Regions from separate parts of the Rattus norvegicus genome. Here region 2 is linked to region 1. A link is a contact called in public Hi-C data. All regions are on one chromosome and are shown on one strand. Each heading gives the region's core, a stretch centred on a gene start, on an enhancer-like site or on the middle of the called end of the contact. The rest is flanking DNA. Distances are from core to core; before and after follow the strand shown. Region 1 overlaps Rbms1 (RNA binding motif, single stranded interacting protein 1). Region 2 has its middle 310 kb from the start of Tank.

Region 1 (7,823 bases), core at 4,363-6,862:
TCCATGACAAAATAAAGTCAGAGAAAGGGTAGCTGGAGAACTCCATCCTCAGAGTTAATCCGTGCCTGTCGAGGTAGGGGTGGGGTTATGGTTGTGCAGAGGCGTGAGCGTATGGCTGTAGATGGCGCACACAGGACATGCAGGGTGAAGATACATTTGTATTTGTATATTAGGGCTTTTTTTAATTTTCCCCTCACAATTCCAAAATAACAAGAGGGGGTTGACAGATAGTCCCCATATTTTACGTACCATGAAATAGATTCATGAATGATTCCTTTCAGACTTTAAAGCCAGTTGTGCTTCCCCTCACCGACATATTTTATTGGGTATCTGATCCCAAGATAGACCACGTGACCTCTCTCTCTGACTGTTATCAGCATCCGTCCCAGAGACATTAGCAGCGACAGTCCGCCCTCTCTCCATCTAAAGCACGCAACTCAAAGTGGAATTGCTTTGAACCTGTCTGCGCTCGGTGACCCAAGCTTCTGTAATTGTCAACATGCGTGGCCTTTCAACTCCAAAGCAAACTTCCTGTCTTTGCTGCTTGCAAGCTGTGTAACCCTGGGTAGACTCACTCTGCTCCTGAGTTTCACGTGTGCAAAATTGAATCAAAAACCACCTATTCAAAGGTTGCTGTGAGGATTAAATTATAAGACAATCACTGTGCAGAAAAGTAAGAGTTTATTAATATGACACATGCCTTTGACCCCCACCCCCAGGAATTAACGAAGTCAGCAGCTTCTAATATTTTTCCTTAGTTTATCGTCATTCGACACTGTCTGTCCACCTTGCTGTCTGTTACCACTTACGCAGTCATATCATCTCGAATCTGAACATAAGCCACCCTCCTGTACTCATGAGCAATATTTGGCTTTTTCAAATGTGTCCTTTTCTGTTAGCACTACAAATACGTTATTTTTAATATTCCCATCGACTATTTTTAATGATTAGTAAGCAATAAATGATGCCTCGGGAATGTCCATAGCATATTCCAAATCTAGTACAAGCACCGCCAGCATTTAAACTTTTGAAATGCCAAGTGTTAAGGGAACATGTCAACCACGATCGCCATCTGTCGGTGGTGGCTGGTGTAGGCTCCCATTTTCTAAGCTCTCCTGTAACTGGGAAGAGGGGCTGGAAAGTGGGGAAGGGAACAGAGGGTGCACTCCTTTACACACGCACAGCCAATGCTCACACCCTGTAAGGAGGTACACGGACACTCAGACCTAGGACTTTAGGCGATTTTAATTTTGTCAACCTAAGAATCTGTGTTCTAATTTCAGTAGTATATGGCTTTCGGGATTTAAGATAAACCAAAGAAATGGGGGAGGTTATAATTCTGTAAGGAGAAAGCTATGGGGACAGCAAATAATTGTTTAATTAAAACTAAAATATGTTTGGTTTTACTCGTAAGCAGAAACGGGGGAGGAATAAAGATATATTGCAAACCAAAGGAGCTTCAGTACATCTTGAGCAGGTCTTCAGCCAGGTCTGCAAGAGCAAGGGGCCTCAATGTGAATTCCTAACTTGTTATCCTCTCCCTTTGAAATTCTAATTATTCTCCAGTCACCGTCTCTTAATTACTCTTTATCCTTTTTCTGCCACTGCTTCCTCTGGAGTGGATTAACTCCTCTTAGCCAAGAGTATTATGATGAGGGGTAGCGAGAGGGCTGTGGCCTGAGCCTAGTTACTTTGAAGTTGGATAAAACCTAAAGAGGAACACAGACATACTGGCTTCCCCACAGCCCTGGACCTTACATTCCTGGGTATGTCCTGCTTGGTGTTCTTAGAGTCAGCGTTTACCCAGTACAGTGTACATCTCTCTTCCTCAATAATTTAAAAAAAAATCTAAATGGGAACAAGGGTAGCTGAAAGTTCTTATCCCTTTATGAATTTGTACCCAAACATCTGTTAATCTTGTGGGCGCTGGGTGATTGACAGTAGATTCAGATTAAGTTCTAATTGCACCCCCAACCCCCGCCACCCTCACCACCCCCATTATTAAACCTCATTGCAAGTAAAGCTGTCAGAGCAGTGCTGGCCATTTGGCATTGCGCTCTGGGCGTAGCTTCTGAGTGGACAGCACGGGAGATGTTTAATGAAAGCGAAACCCCTCAACACCCCTCAGTGGCTCCAGATAATCACCTCACTGTGTGCAGGAGCCAGCAGACCGTGACTCCTCAGACAGTGAAACCCTCGTAACTTTCTGTGAAATCACAGTCTTTCTGTCCTAGCCCACGAGCTGATGAAAGCCACAGCGGAAAAGTAAAACTGGTAAATTTCAGAAGCGCCTCCTCTGTTACTTTCCCCTTTGTCAGTCTGGAGCCCTGTGTTTTTGTTTCGTGCTAAAAAGTAAACACTGCTCGGCCTTGGGGGGGAAACAGAGAGTCAGTACTGAGGTGGAGGAGACCATCTGGTCCTCCCAACTCCTTCTGAAGGACAAACTGCCTCTCACAAGCACTTCAGAGACAGCCTGCAGTGAAAACTTTAAGACTGTGGGTTTTTTTGAACTTCAGAAATTTAGGCAAACTCTTAGGCTTAAACCATGGTCCTGTTTGTTTGGGTTGGTTTTTTTTTGTTTGTTTGGTTGGTTGGTTTGTTGTTGTTTTGTTGTTGTTGTTGTTTTACCGTTCACAAAAATAGGAGTAGCAACCGATTAAAAAAAAAAAACATAAAACACGTACCGCGTCGAACACACCCACCACACGTATCCTCATCCTTGCTCGTGGCCCGGCCCTTAAGAGTGTAAGTAGGACTTCGGTAACTATAATCCCCTTTATTATTTCTTCAGTGAATCAGTGAGACAATTAGGGCCGGCTTCTGGGAAAATAAGATTTGCACAGGTTCTCCAGGATCAGGATGGTAAGCTGAGGTAATGGGCAGGTGGCGTGGGCATGTCTACAATGGTGTTCGAGGTGGATTTATGTGGCAGATGGGTCCTCTTAGAAGGACCAGTGGTGAGGAGTCTGGGAGGGTTTTCGGTGCTTTTTAAGTAAGTCTAGACAGGATTGGGAATTTTGGAAGCATCAGGACAAAACTCAGCAGGATTACTGTCTGCATTCAGAGTGCGTGTATTGACACAGTCCTGGGTAACCTGAGTTTGGCAGAAAGGGGAGAGTAAAGTGCTACGCTACTGAATATAGACCAAGGGGAAGATGGAATATGTGTTTGGAATGCTTTTGAGAATAAACTTTAAACAGTGGTGGGCACGAGGCCATTTCTAACTAATACTTGATAGCCTAGTGTAATATTAATACACTTAGGTAGAAAGAAAGGTTAAGACAGAAACAAAAGCTAGGAAGAGAAATACCATACAAAAATTAATTGCAGCCATATCTCTGGATAAATGTCCAAATAAAGACGGTCAAGGGTCACATATTAAATGTAAGGAGGGAGTAGAGAAGCAGAGTGGACCCAGGCACCCCTGCATGGGCCACTGGAATGGAATGAGAGGCACCCCTGAGGGGTCTCCCACAGTGAAGAGAAATGCACACAGCATAGGTGTGAGGGTGAGCTTCAATGTCGCAGTCAGCAGAGAAGGAAGGGCACGGTGGGCAGGGATGTGGCATGGCCTGTGTGTTGTCCTCTTTACTTCCCTACATCTCTCTGTCTTCGCCATCACAAAGGGTTCAGAGCAGCAGCGGAAGAGACGGTGCCAACCCCTGGCCTCTTAAGTGCCCTGCTCTCTGGCTGACAGAGAGACTGTCTCTTAGAGACCTCAGGCATAAGAGTCGTACCAGCCATCCCTGCTGTTGGATGAGTGTGACGGAGTCTAAGAAATGCTTCCGTTGACCACTGCCCATGAGAGAGTGAGTGCAGAGAATAAGGAAGCATGTGACCTTGGCAAAGGAGCAGGTGCTGATGGGCCGTCCTTAGGTCTGCCTTTCTTCGTTTCTGGCATCCGTTGTTCTTTACGTCTATTTCTGTAAACTTGGCGATCCATAGTAATGTGATTATGAGCACTCGGGGTTTCTTCTGGGAATTGAAGGTGTTCGTGCTGCATTATGCCTCATGGATGTAATTATCATTCGAACCTTAAATTATCCTTACTTTCATGCCTAGTTAGAACTCACTTGACTACATGATTATCCAGAGTGGAAGGAGGGGACTTAAATGGACAAGAGAGGTGGCTCTCGCCATTAGTTTCTCACAGACAAATGTGTTTCAGCCACATTCACATACAAGGACAAGTATATAATATATATAATATTCAGAGCGTGAAACCTAATGTAGAACTCTTTGATTGCCTAACCCGCTTGAGACACTTAAGTTTCTCTTCCTCCTCAGTACCTCAGAGTACTTGTGACACGCCAGACAAGTGGACAGCCACCCAGAGACTCCTCAGCAAGAAGACTCCATCTTTTTCTAATCCTCAAAAGCCAGTCATGATAATTCAAGGCATAAAAGGACATGTTTTAAAAACGTGTCAATTAACCATCAGGAAAATGGAATTTTAGAACTTAGTGTGTATACATGAGGAAATTTAGGCCCCAGATATCTCCTGCACATTTCTCCAAAGTTTACCTTGATTTTAAAATTTTAAATATTTTTCCAAACTTTCCCCTGAGCATTTAAAAACCAAGTACAGGTTGTAGCGCCTTTCCTAGGGTCCGCACCAAGAGGGTGTGGGGTTAGTATTCTGTGCATGTTTATAAATTATATTTAACCTTTAGCAGCAGTGCACCAAGTCAGAACATTCTGCATTTTTCCTCACCCCGATTTCTATGACACCCTAAGGAATCCAACCCCATTTCTCATGAACGCAGCGATAACTAGGGATTAATCCCAGTTTGCTGTTTTGTGGTCTCCACAGCCTATCTCATGCACGTGCACATGCTCACTCTTGCCAACCGAGCAGCGACTACTGAGGTAGAAGTGATATTAGTGATGTCTAAAAGTATAGAAGTCTTTGGCAAAAGAAGAAAAGCCCCTATCTTTTGCCATTAAGTTTGATAAGCACAGCACATAAACACCTGCCACCCAGCCTCCGGCCACACAGCACTGCTCCCTGAACCAGGATGAATAGAATGAAGCAACAACTGTCTCCCTGACTGTATTTCATAAAAAGCTGTGTGGGTCATAGAACTGTAATAGATCAGTGGCCTTGTATTTGACTTTGTAGTTGGCCACAGACATAATGTTACCAGAAGGGGGAAAATTTTTTTTTATAGAGTGTTTTGTTCATTTTTTTTTTCTTGAAGATTGTCAGGAAAGTACCTGTTCTTCAAAGCTAAACATCAAACTTAATACAGAGCTTCAAAGGGGAAGCCTGACCATTCCTTCTTTTTTTTTTTTTTTTAGTTTAAAGTTCAGAAATCTCCTTGCGTTTCCCCTTATTAAAGAACATTTTGTGCTTTAAAGTTTGCAGATGTTTGACAAAAAAAAAAAATGTGTGTGTGTGTGTGTGTTCTTTGGACTTAGCCGTGAATAACAGCTCCTTGTAACTTCTTCTCTTCCCTTTTGTTTTAGATACGGGAAGATTGTCTCCACGAAGGCGATTTTGGATAAGGCAACCAACAAGTGCAAAGGTACGTTCCTGTGGGCCTCTGTGTACTCACTCATGGCTGTAGAAAGACCGTGCAACAGCCCTAGGTTTCACAACCTCACGGTCTGAAAAAGCCACATCTCCTGCGGCACCCGGTCTCTCTCTTGCACAATGTCTGCATATTGCTTACGTTTGTTTGTCCCGGGTTGAATTTTGGCTGGAAACCCAGCAACCCGCAGTTTGCCAGCATTCAGGATTTGGCGCCAGTAGAGTTAACATGCAAACTACGAATTGGCTTTCAGCCCCTGCCTTTAAAAGGGGGAGCAGGACTGGAGAATAGCTTTTCTTTCCTGAGCCCGAGGAGATTAGAGCTGCTTACTGAAGACCGTTGGACTGTACTAAAGAACTGAAAAGATTACATATTGTGTAAATTGGCTCTATTAATTAGAATAGAGTAGTTTTAAGCAGTACTTAATTACATGTTTCAATACTCCCGATTGTTCTCTGCTGAATGCCTGTTGACAATATTGGCAGCAGGGAGGAGAGAGCCATTTTCACTGACCAAATTGTACCGGGGAGAGGAGGTCATGTGCCCCTTTGAAATATGCTGCTGCATTAATTTGATGCACTGACCTTCAGTTTTCCATGCAATTAGGATGAGCTCATCCGGCTCCTTGAGCTGGGAGTGCAAGCGGCTGGAGCAGGGCAGCGCAGATGCTGTGTGCCTCTGACTTTTAATGATCCAGCATCTTAACAATAGGCATGTGATTTCTAGGAAAATGGAAGAATGGAGTCAGCTGACTTTGAATCTAACTACTGACCCTGGGAATTGAAGCAAGGTTGACAGAAATAGGCAGAGAAGGCAAATCTGCTCGTTAATTAGACCCTAGTTCTTCAAGTAGTGGTGATGGGGCATTGGCTTAGCAATGAAAAAGGCAGGGAACATAAATGGGGCCTATGGTGAGGCCTCCGCTTGTAAGCCGGTCCTTCCCTTTAATCTAGACTTGAAGTGGTCCATTGTACTCTCTCCTCTTCAAAGTGCCTGGATTTAAAGGAGCTATTGTGGCAAATATCTAAGCCCATGTTTAATCAACATGGCATATTAAGGCAGTTTTGCCTTAGGATAGTGAATAGAGTGCGCTTTATGTAGAACGGTACCCAATAAATATTTAAAATGAATTAAACCAGAGAGAGTCAAATGCGTGCGGAAGTGCATGCACTTAGCTGCCAAGATTAAGCTTCCTTAACATCAATAAATGACTTGGACAATCAGGGAGACACACACACAAATATAAACAACAAACAAACAAACAAAAATGTCCTTCGGTTTTATGGAGAAAAACAGGCTCTTGCTAACCCCAAAGCAGGAAGCTGATCTCAAAGTGAGCCTGAAACTGGGAAAAAAATAAACAGTGGATAAATGGTTTTAGCCTGTCATACCTCTCCCCCCTTCTTCCTCACCCAAAAGGAATCTGATGTAGCGGTTCAGGATGCTGAAAAGTGAGAGCTGCCGCCATGAGTAGCAAAGAACCCCTCCTCCTAGTTAAACTCTCCATCCAGCACATGCTACACTGAAGGACACTGCTCTTCTCTTCTCCCATGGCTGCTGTTTTCCTAGAAGCCAAAATTCTACCCCATGCTCAGTGTGGTCTAGGCAAGGGCATGAGTAAAAAGAAATGACAGCTAATCCCACGCTACCATATGCAACGCTGCATGATTGGAAAGTGTCCATAGATAAAGTAGAGAGATTAATGAGGCTTCTAAAGAAAGGTAAAGGTGATTCAGAACTGACATTCAATCCAGCAAGTGGCCTGGACACCTTCCCGTCAGCAGGTTTTGGGAGACGCTGCCCTGTGTGGGGCCAAGCATGATCCCACCCACAATTCTCAGTGTCACTAGCCTCTGGGCAGTGTACATAGGCTACATAGGGGTGTGGCATATGGATAAGAGGAGAAGGTGATCCAGAGTGGGTTTGTAAAGTCATGTAGGCCAGGATGAGTTTGTGGGATGGGGGGAGTAATGTTGAGACAAATGAAAAGTAACAGTTCGGTTCATAAGAAAGCCAGACAACGTGCTACCCATGGTAACTTGCTATGGTTAGTATATATATATATAAATATATATATATATATATATATATATATATGTATGTATCTGTGTGTGTGTGTGGTTTTTTTCACTTATAGTTATGGTGAATATAGATAACTTAGACCGTAAGAGATTATAGAAAATTACTTTAAGTGAGAAATACTATATTAAATATAACTTTTAGAGATTAAATATATTCAAGAAATTCACACATGACACCAAGACTTCTGTTTTGGATGAAATTAAGCTA
Region 2 (7,679 bases), core at 2,784-5,283, 570 kb before region 1:
TGAAGATGTACTTCATTTGGACTTGCTATGTTTACATAAAACTCACATTTCTATATATAGTTATGATGTTCCTGGATAGTCCCAGGTAGAGGGACCACTCATCATACCAAGTAGTATGGAAGTATTCTATGATGAAGGGATAAACAAGCTAGTTCATGGAAAATACTTGCACTCTTCAAATTTACAAACAGCAAGCAGATAATTTGTCTCTCATCATGGCAGATCAAAGGGTAACTCTCTCCTGTCAGAAATATATTTGGTAACAAAGTATATAAAGTTAAGGATGTACCATATACATCACTATGAGAATTGCACAAAATAGAATAAGAATTTGCGTCTGCAGGGAATACAAGCGTTTTCAGAGAGTTCTTATGTATGAAGTCACATCATTTATTCATACAAATAGATCAGAATGCCTCAGAGGCTAAATGATCTTCAACAATTGTTCAAATGCTAACATTGTGTGTGTGTGTGTGTGTGTGTGTGTGTGTGTGTGTAGGTTTTCCTTAGAAACAAAGAAAATTTCTATACAAACTTAGAAGAATATGAAACATAAGTGGTAAGAATGCTGAGATTAAAAAGCAACATGAACTATTTTTAGGAAGTTCAAGAACAATAATTTATTAAGATAAAATTTTGAGCTAAAAGTAAAGAATTTGACTTCTATATATGTGCCATGCTGTGTGCACTTCTCTCTAAGTAAATGTAATAAAAATAAAAAACTGTTAAAGAAATAATAAACATGCTGTTTGGATAATTTGATAATCCAATTAATGAGGACATAAACACAAAGAGAAATTTAATTTCTTACTGTTTTATATGAAATATTGACATTGCAAAGAGAACTTAAAAACTCACCATGAGCTCCCACAATGAAGCCATTTGTGACAGGTTTGTTAATGAATGTCATCAGTCTAAAAATTCTATAAGACTAGCAATTATCCATGACACCTTGAAATGTCCTGAAATTTTTGGTTATATAATGGAAAAAAATGTAATAGAAGGATTTCTAAATTTGGCAACAGTCTTAATTTATATGATAGTACCAATGTGTTGTGCAGCAAAAAGAAATCTCTTACTGATAGCGAAAACATTCCATTAAACTAAACTAAGTACATACATATTCTTTTAAGTGAAAAGGTGGCAGAAAGTTGCAGAAAATACTGTGACTACATGTAACAGACATTACATATATTAACATTGTTCTCTGTTATCTTCAGATATACGGTAAGATAAAATACAGTGGAAGACTCTTGTCAGGTGGCTCAGTCGGTGAAGCATTTGTCACATGAGCACAGGACCCGAGTTCAGATCCTCAGCATCAACAAAGGAAAAGCTGGTGTATAACTGTAATCCTAGGGCTCGGGAGGTAGAGACAAGAGGATCCGCAGAGCTTGCTAGTCTAGCTAAACCTGAACTCCAGGTTCACTGAGAGTCCGTCTGGGAAAATGGTGAGCGATACAGGAAGTCCACGGTCACCTGTGCACAAAATACCACTGAGATAGAGGTGGGGAGGAAGGAGAAAGGACGAGGGGATGGAGGAAGGGGGAGGGAGGGAGAGACTGAAAGAGGCAGAGAGAGAGAGAGAGAGGCAGAGAGAGAATGAGAAGTGACGTTCATATTTTACGAGACTCATCATGAACCGGAGCAGGACCAAACCTTCCCTGTGAGCTCACCTTTCTGTGTCACAGGCTCGCGGCTCCTCAGGCATCTCTACCTGAAATCCCTAAGCTGGTTCTGCCTCTGATCCTCAAACTTGGGGTTTCCTCTGCTTTCAATGGTCTCCTAGACCTCTCTGGCCTTGTTTAGGTTTCAACTAGCGGCACCACCACAGCACCAACTACCCCGGCCACCGTCACCAAGAAGTATCTCTGCTCTTCTTTCCTACGTTACTTTGTGGTTTTCATTTATTCATTAATTTTTCTTTCAACAAGGTCTTACTATGTAGTCCTGGCTGGCCTGGAGCTCCCAACATAAACAAGGCTAGCCTCAAACTCACAGAATTGCACCTGCCTCTGCTGTCTGAACGCTGGGGTCACAGGCCTGCTTGCATGGCTACGCAGACCTTTTGTACTGGTTCCTCATTGATTTTCTACTTCCCAGAGCTGGGAAGAAAACTCTCTGTAGGTGAGGCTTCTGTGTCCTTATGACCTGTTGTATTCGGAGCAGAGCCTAGTCCTTTGTGAGCAATCAATACAGATTTGTGGGACAAATTCAAATGAGACTTTTCACCACCGCTGGCTCTGGGCCAGTAATGGAGCAATGGGTTTAAAAAAAAATCTGGGAGATTGTGATCTTAACCTTGGAATGGAACACCCAGCCCAGCGATTAATCAAATGTGCGAACAGGAAAGGACATTTCCTGACACGCTGGAACCAGAACCTGTATTTCTCTTATCTCTTTCTTGAGAAGCTGAGAAGCTTCCACCCAAAAGAAGGGCTGAAAGGAGTGAGGGGGAGATGCGGGGATCCTGAAAGCATGGGGGTGGGGAGGTTGGGAAGGGACAGGAAGCAAACATCTCAGCCAGGGGACAGAGGGCATGGGGGCCTGTGTGTGTGTGTGTGTGTGTGTGTGTGTGTGTGTGTGTGTGTGTGTGTGTGTGTGTGGAAAAGGAGCATCTGATAAGACAGGTCACTTGAAAACAAAAGGAAACAACAACAACAAAAACCAAGATAAACAATGGAAGGTAGACTATTTAGAAGTGATGTTTTCAGAATCACACAAGGTAACTGAAAATGCATTGCGCTGAGAAAATGGGTTGCTGAGTTAAATCTCTGCTAAGCCTAAGAAGAAGCTAATGTCTAAAATCAACAGTCGGGGACTAGCAGTGTGTGTGTGTGTGTGTGTGTGTGTGTGTGTGTGTGTGTGTGTGTCTATATATCTGTATACAGATATATAGATATCTATATATAGATATATATGCATTATTTGAAAATAGGAAGGCCGGCTTGGGTAACTACCATGAACTAGCTGAGAGAATTCTGGACAGTGAGCTTGGGTGGGTTGGGCTGTAAAACTGGGAGGTGAATGGAGTAGGGCCGTTGGCTAGTTTACTTCTCAGTGTTTCAGGCCTCCTGCCACATGACTACTGAAAAGCCACTGTCCAAAACTATAAACTGTGTTTTTTCTCCCAGTAACACACATAACCACAGGACAAAAAGTGAACACACCACAGCCTGGGCTTTTACTGTCTCCATTCTCCCTCCAAGTGGAGAAGCTGCATTGTTTTCTCTCAACCTCACGGGTGACACCCGTGTCTGTGGTAAACCTTAAGGATTTAAAAGACAAATTATATAACACACTTCGAAGTGATGGCTTAGAAATTATATAGCTATGCTGGGGGTGGGGCCGGTGTGGGAGAGAGAGGGGGAAGAGGAGAGGAGAGCACAATTGAGAGAGTGAGTGAAAGAGATGTGTCTGGGAGTTATCGGTAGATTTGGACCACAAGAAGCTTAAATTCTTCTAATAGAATTCCCAATTGGCCTAGAGCAGAGATGCTCATGGGAAGATAGAAATTATGCATGTGGTGGAAGACTTCGGGAACAGTCTTTTAAATATTAACCAGACTCTTTGAAGTGAATTTGGAAATACTGAAAAATAACTAACAAAGAACGTACTTTTGAAAGTGGTGGTTTAGACAAGGGTAGGAACAACCTTTAGTTTCATAATGGTTTCTGAAAGCAAATAAACATTGTTTTAAATAAAATATGAAAAGATGATAGTCTGGTTTCGTGTTTCTGATGGCAGAGGAAACACAATAATAATAATAAAAAAACCCCTAATAAACAACAACCTTCAACTTCACTTCCGTCAGAGCCGAAGAGGACTTGAAATGGAAACTCTTTGAAGTTTGTAAAATGAAACATCTTTTGTTATTTGATATAGCTCTAAATAGTTACCCATTCCTAACTCAACAGTTGTCCCTAATACAATACAAAGTTGCTTCATTTTCCCTGTGATTGGGCAACACAGGCTGGGTGATTCAACCAGTCCTTGCTGACTAAATTCACCCACAGGAGTGGATTAAACTGACCTTATTCTCTGGGGGTGAGGAGCCTGTTCCCAAGGCATAAAAGCAGGCGGGTGTCTGCCAAACCCTACTTCCTTCCTGAGTCATTTTAGATATAAACATCCTTGGGGGCAGCTAGAGAGGGGATGAGAAATGGATTTGAAAGATAAATGGGGCAAGAAGATAAAAAAGAAATTACAGCTGCTATTTCAGTGAGTGGTAAAAAGTGAACATTACCTTACTTTTCTGTTTTATGGTTGAGAAAGAGCAACTAGGAAACGCCTTCTAGATAGGCAGGGGGGTGGTCTCCTGGGGACTGTTACCAGTTATCTTCTGGATAAGACAGTTCTGGGAAAGGAATGCAAGCCTGGTGCCACAGCCAGTAAAAACAGAATACAACTAAACAAGCAAACACAGCCTTCGCATCTTGCCAAGAGTTTAGGATTCTGGATGGGATGGAAACTTTCTGGCTAATAGGTCTCCATTTCCCATACCTCTCCTCACTCCTAAACCCCTGTCTGCACTGCAGGAACCAGTCCTCCAGACTCCACTCTTTGATTGGGAGACCTGGATGTGAGATAGCGCTTACCCCCCCCCCCCCCCCCCCCGTGAACTGCAGTTTGGTGCAGACTTAGTTCTCTTTGGCTGTGAGGCTCTAATAAATAATAAAGTGAGTTAGAAGCTGATTTGGGGCCATTCTTCTGGCCTGTGGAAGACAGCTGATTTGAGACCATAAAACCCAACAAGAACACTGGGAAACTTGAGTGGCTTGTCTGTACCCCTGGTGCCTTTTGTAGGCTGTTCTGTCTTGGGTTTGCCTCAAAACCACCCCCCCCAACCCCCTTTAACTTAAAATGGTTTCAATTAGGTCTCAGATTAGGATGCAAAGCTACATCCTGCCGGAAGATAAGGTAATGAGAGGGAAGGAGTCACTGGTGGCTTTTAAGAGGCTCTAACACTTGGTCAGAAGACATTTTGTGATGGGAGCCTCCACTTTATCTTGTGACTTGCTGCTGAAGGAATTGCTTACACCAGGAGACATAAGAAGAATATATACATATGTATTTCCCCAGACAACTGTATGCTAAGATGCACAATTTGATGAGTTTGCAGGTATTAGTGCACTGTGAACTATCACCAAAATAAAACCAATGAGCACATCTACCTGTCTCAAAAGTCTCCTTGTAAGCTTTTATAATTTCTCCCTTTCCTCCTAAACCACTCCAGCCCCCAGCTAGACAATGAACTGCCTTCATATAAACAAAATTGTCTTATTTGTTCTCCCTTACTATTTATTGACTCAGGCTATAGATTTTTTTTTAAGCAACAGAATTATAGATTCATTCATGATGGATATGTCTATCGTCACTGTCTGTCTCTGTGACCTGTCTCCCTTTACTCCCCACCCCATTGTACAGTACTCTATGGAACATTATGTTTTCCTCTTAACTCTATTTGCTACTTAAAAACATTCAGATTATTTACCAAGAAGAGGATTTAAACAAAAAGTTGCTGTGAAGTTTCTGCATGCGTTGGGGAAGTGCTTTCTTTTCTCCTGGATACATATGTAGTCATGGAGACAATGTGCTGTACCATAGAGGTTAGGTTTGAGTTGTTTTTGTTTTTGCTTTGTTTTGTTTTTTTCCTAGTAGCAGAGTATTGAAGACTCCTCCTCTCCCACCTTTGACATTGTCCACTTTTCCCTTCAACCTCTAGGATAACACTGTGTGGCTCTAAATTTCACGTTAAGTACTAATGATCCTGAGTGTTGTCTCTTGTTTGTCGGCCATTCTGACACCTTCTTTGAAAGCCACTTGTCTGTTTAAACCTTCAAACATGGATAGCCCTTTAATAACTTAAAACAGTTTTGCTTAGGTATAGCTTAAATACAATAAATCCACTCATTGTGGGTCTACAAATCAACCGTTATGACACACTTACATCGCTTGACAGCAGCACCACAAATCAATTTTAGCAGAGCATCTATAAGGTCAAAAAGTTATACATTTCAGTTATACATTGTAGACAGTCCCCATTCGTACCTCTACCTCAGGCATACACATTTCCTTTCTATTTCTGCAGATTTGTCTACACGAGGCTATGGCTCTGATCCAGGCTGTTTCAACCCCATCCCACCCTCTCCATCTGAGACCCTTCTCCCAGCTCTCTGGGGGTGGGGGTCATCATTATTCATGATCAGTGAGATTTTCTCCATGCCCACTCACTCTTCCACCTTCTTTAGAACCTTCCTCTGTCCGTAGGAGACACCGTACCCTATGGCCCTTTCAGACCAGCATTACAACCCCACTTCCCATCCCGCATGCGCACAGGCACACTACACCGCATCCCGCATGCGCACAGGCACACTACACCGGTCCACTAGGGTTAGGAGGTAAACTTGGAGCTCTTTCATCTACGCCACTGTCTTTGCTTCACCTAAGCTTCCCACAAACAAACAGGATGAACTTTGGATTGTTTGACCTTCTCAGTCTTCCACTCTCCACCGTAAGATTCTTTGTCCTCTACATTTACTGAGTTCCCACCTCATTCAGCTTCTGCTTCTGCCCAGCTCTCCAATGTCTGCCTTCTCCATCGCTCTTACAGTCACTTCTTCCAAAACCATACTCTGTCACTTATCGACACTACGACACCACCTCTGAAATTACCTTTTTTAAACAGTCCTCTTGCTGAGAAGTCCCCAACCTTCCAGCTTGTTTGTTAAAGTTTCACCTCCTCAGGACTTCCCAAACATCGCTCAACAGACCCTTGCTGATGGATCAGCCACCTCCTGTTTTCACACGCTCGCCCCCTAGAGCAACTTCCTTGCAGCATTATCTCACATCTCATTGTCAAGGTAACTGAATAGCCATGTACTTCCTCTGCACAAAGAGGAAATTTGCCTTTTATTTTCTACAAGAGAGAGAGAGAGACAGAGACAGAGACAGAGAGAGAGAGAGAGACAGAGAGAGAGAGAGAGAGAGAGAGAGAGAGAGAGAGAGAGAGAGAGAGAGAGAGAGAGAGAGAATATGCTGGTTTAGGAATACCTCACCTTGTGTAGGTCCAGCCAAGAAAGGGTACAAGTTTCATATACTCATGATCTCCAGCATATACTTAGCTTTCAATCTCCTGCTGGCATCTGTCTACTATTCCTTTCCAAAGCCACCTTCCAACTTTTCTATGCTTTTCCATTCCTGAGCAGTGTGTGCCCCCTTTCTCAGTACCTGGCTTGAGTCTGTTCTTTACATCACACATTAAAACTGTTAGAGACAGAGTTCCTTAATTTCCAATGATCCCATCTACAAAGAGTTTATATCCCACCCCCAACACACATACACACCTTCCATTCAGTTACAGCGCAGAGGACATTGTCCCTCAGTAGTTCCTTGTGTTCCCTGGACTTTCTATGTAGCTACTCTCTTAGGAACTTTTAATTTATTCCGTCTCTCACATCTAACTTTAATTTTTTTACCCAGTTCTTTCTAGTAGCAGTTAAAATGGCAGCCACTTTCATCTTAAGAAAACGTTCCCTTTTCGCCCCTTAAAAGCTGTATAAATACCTCCAGATCACATTCAGGAATTTGCTTGGAGCTCACACCCTCCTGTAGCTGCAGCTGTCTTCCTTCCTTTATCTTCAGAGCTGATGTTGTCTGCAGTCACCTACTCGGGCGTC

What was found. A called contact is a pair of places that touch in the nucleus more often than the background predicts.
Region 2: a Hi-C map of liver shows a contact between it and region 1, with 4 times the contacts expected there. The contact joins two enhancer-like sites. A contact is called at or near these places in 2 of 12 Hi-C or Micro-C datasets (liver and mammary epithelial cells).

The regions. Positions count from the first base shown.
Region 1 is chr3:65,648,825-65,656,647 of GRCr8, reverse strand. Rbms1 (RNA binding motif, single stranded interacting protein 1) reads left to right here. Exons shown (of 14, transcript NM_001012184.1): 3 at 5,470-5,528. Among named protein-coding and RNA genes, the nearest start is that of Itgb6, 120 kb to the right of the region's middle. Within about 2 kb of position 5,612, at least 12 of the 93 cell types and tissues checked have an H3K27ac peak or open chromatin away from gene starts, as enhancers often do. A contact at or near this core is called in liver, where this site is marked.
Region 2 is chr3:66,212,480-66,220,158 of GRCr8, reverse strand. No RefSeq gene overlaps it. Among named protein-coding and RNA genes, the nearest start is that of Tank, 310 kb to the left of the region's middle. Within about 2 kb of position 4,033, at least 22 of the 93 cell types and tissues checked have an H3K27ac peak or open chromatin away from gene starts, as enhancers often do. A contact at or near this core is called in liver, where this site is marked.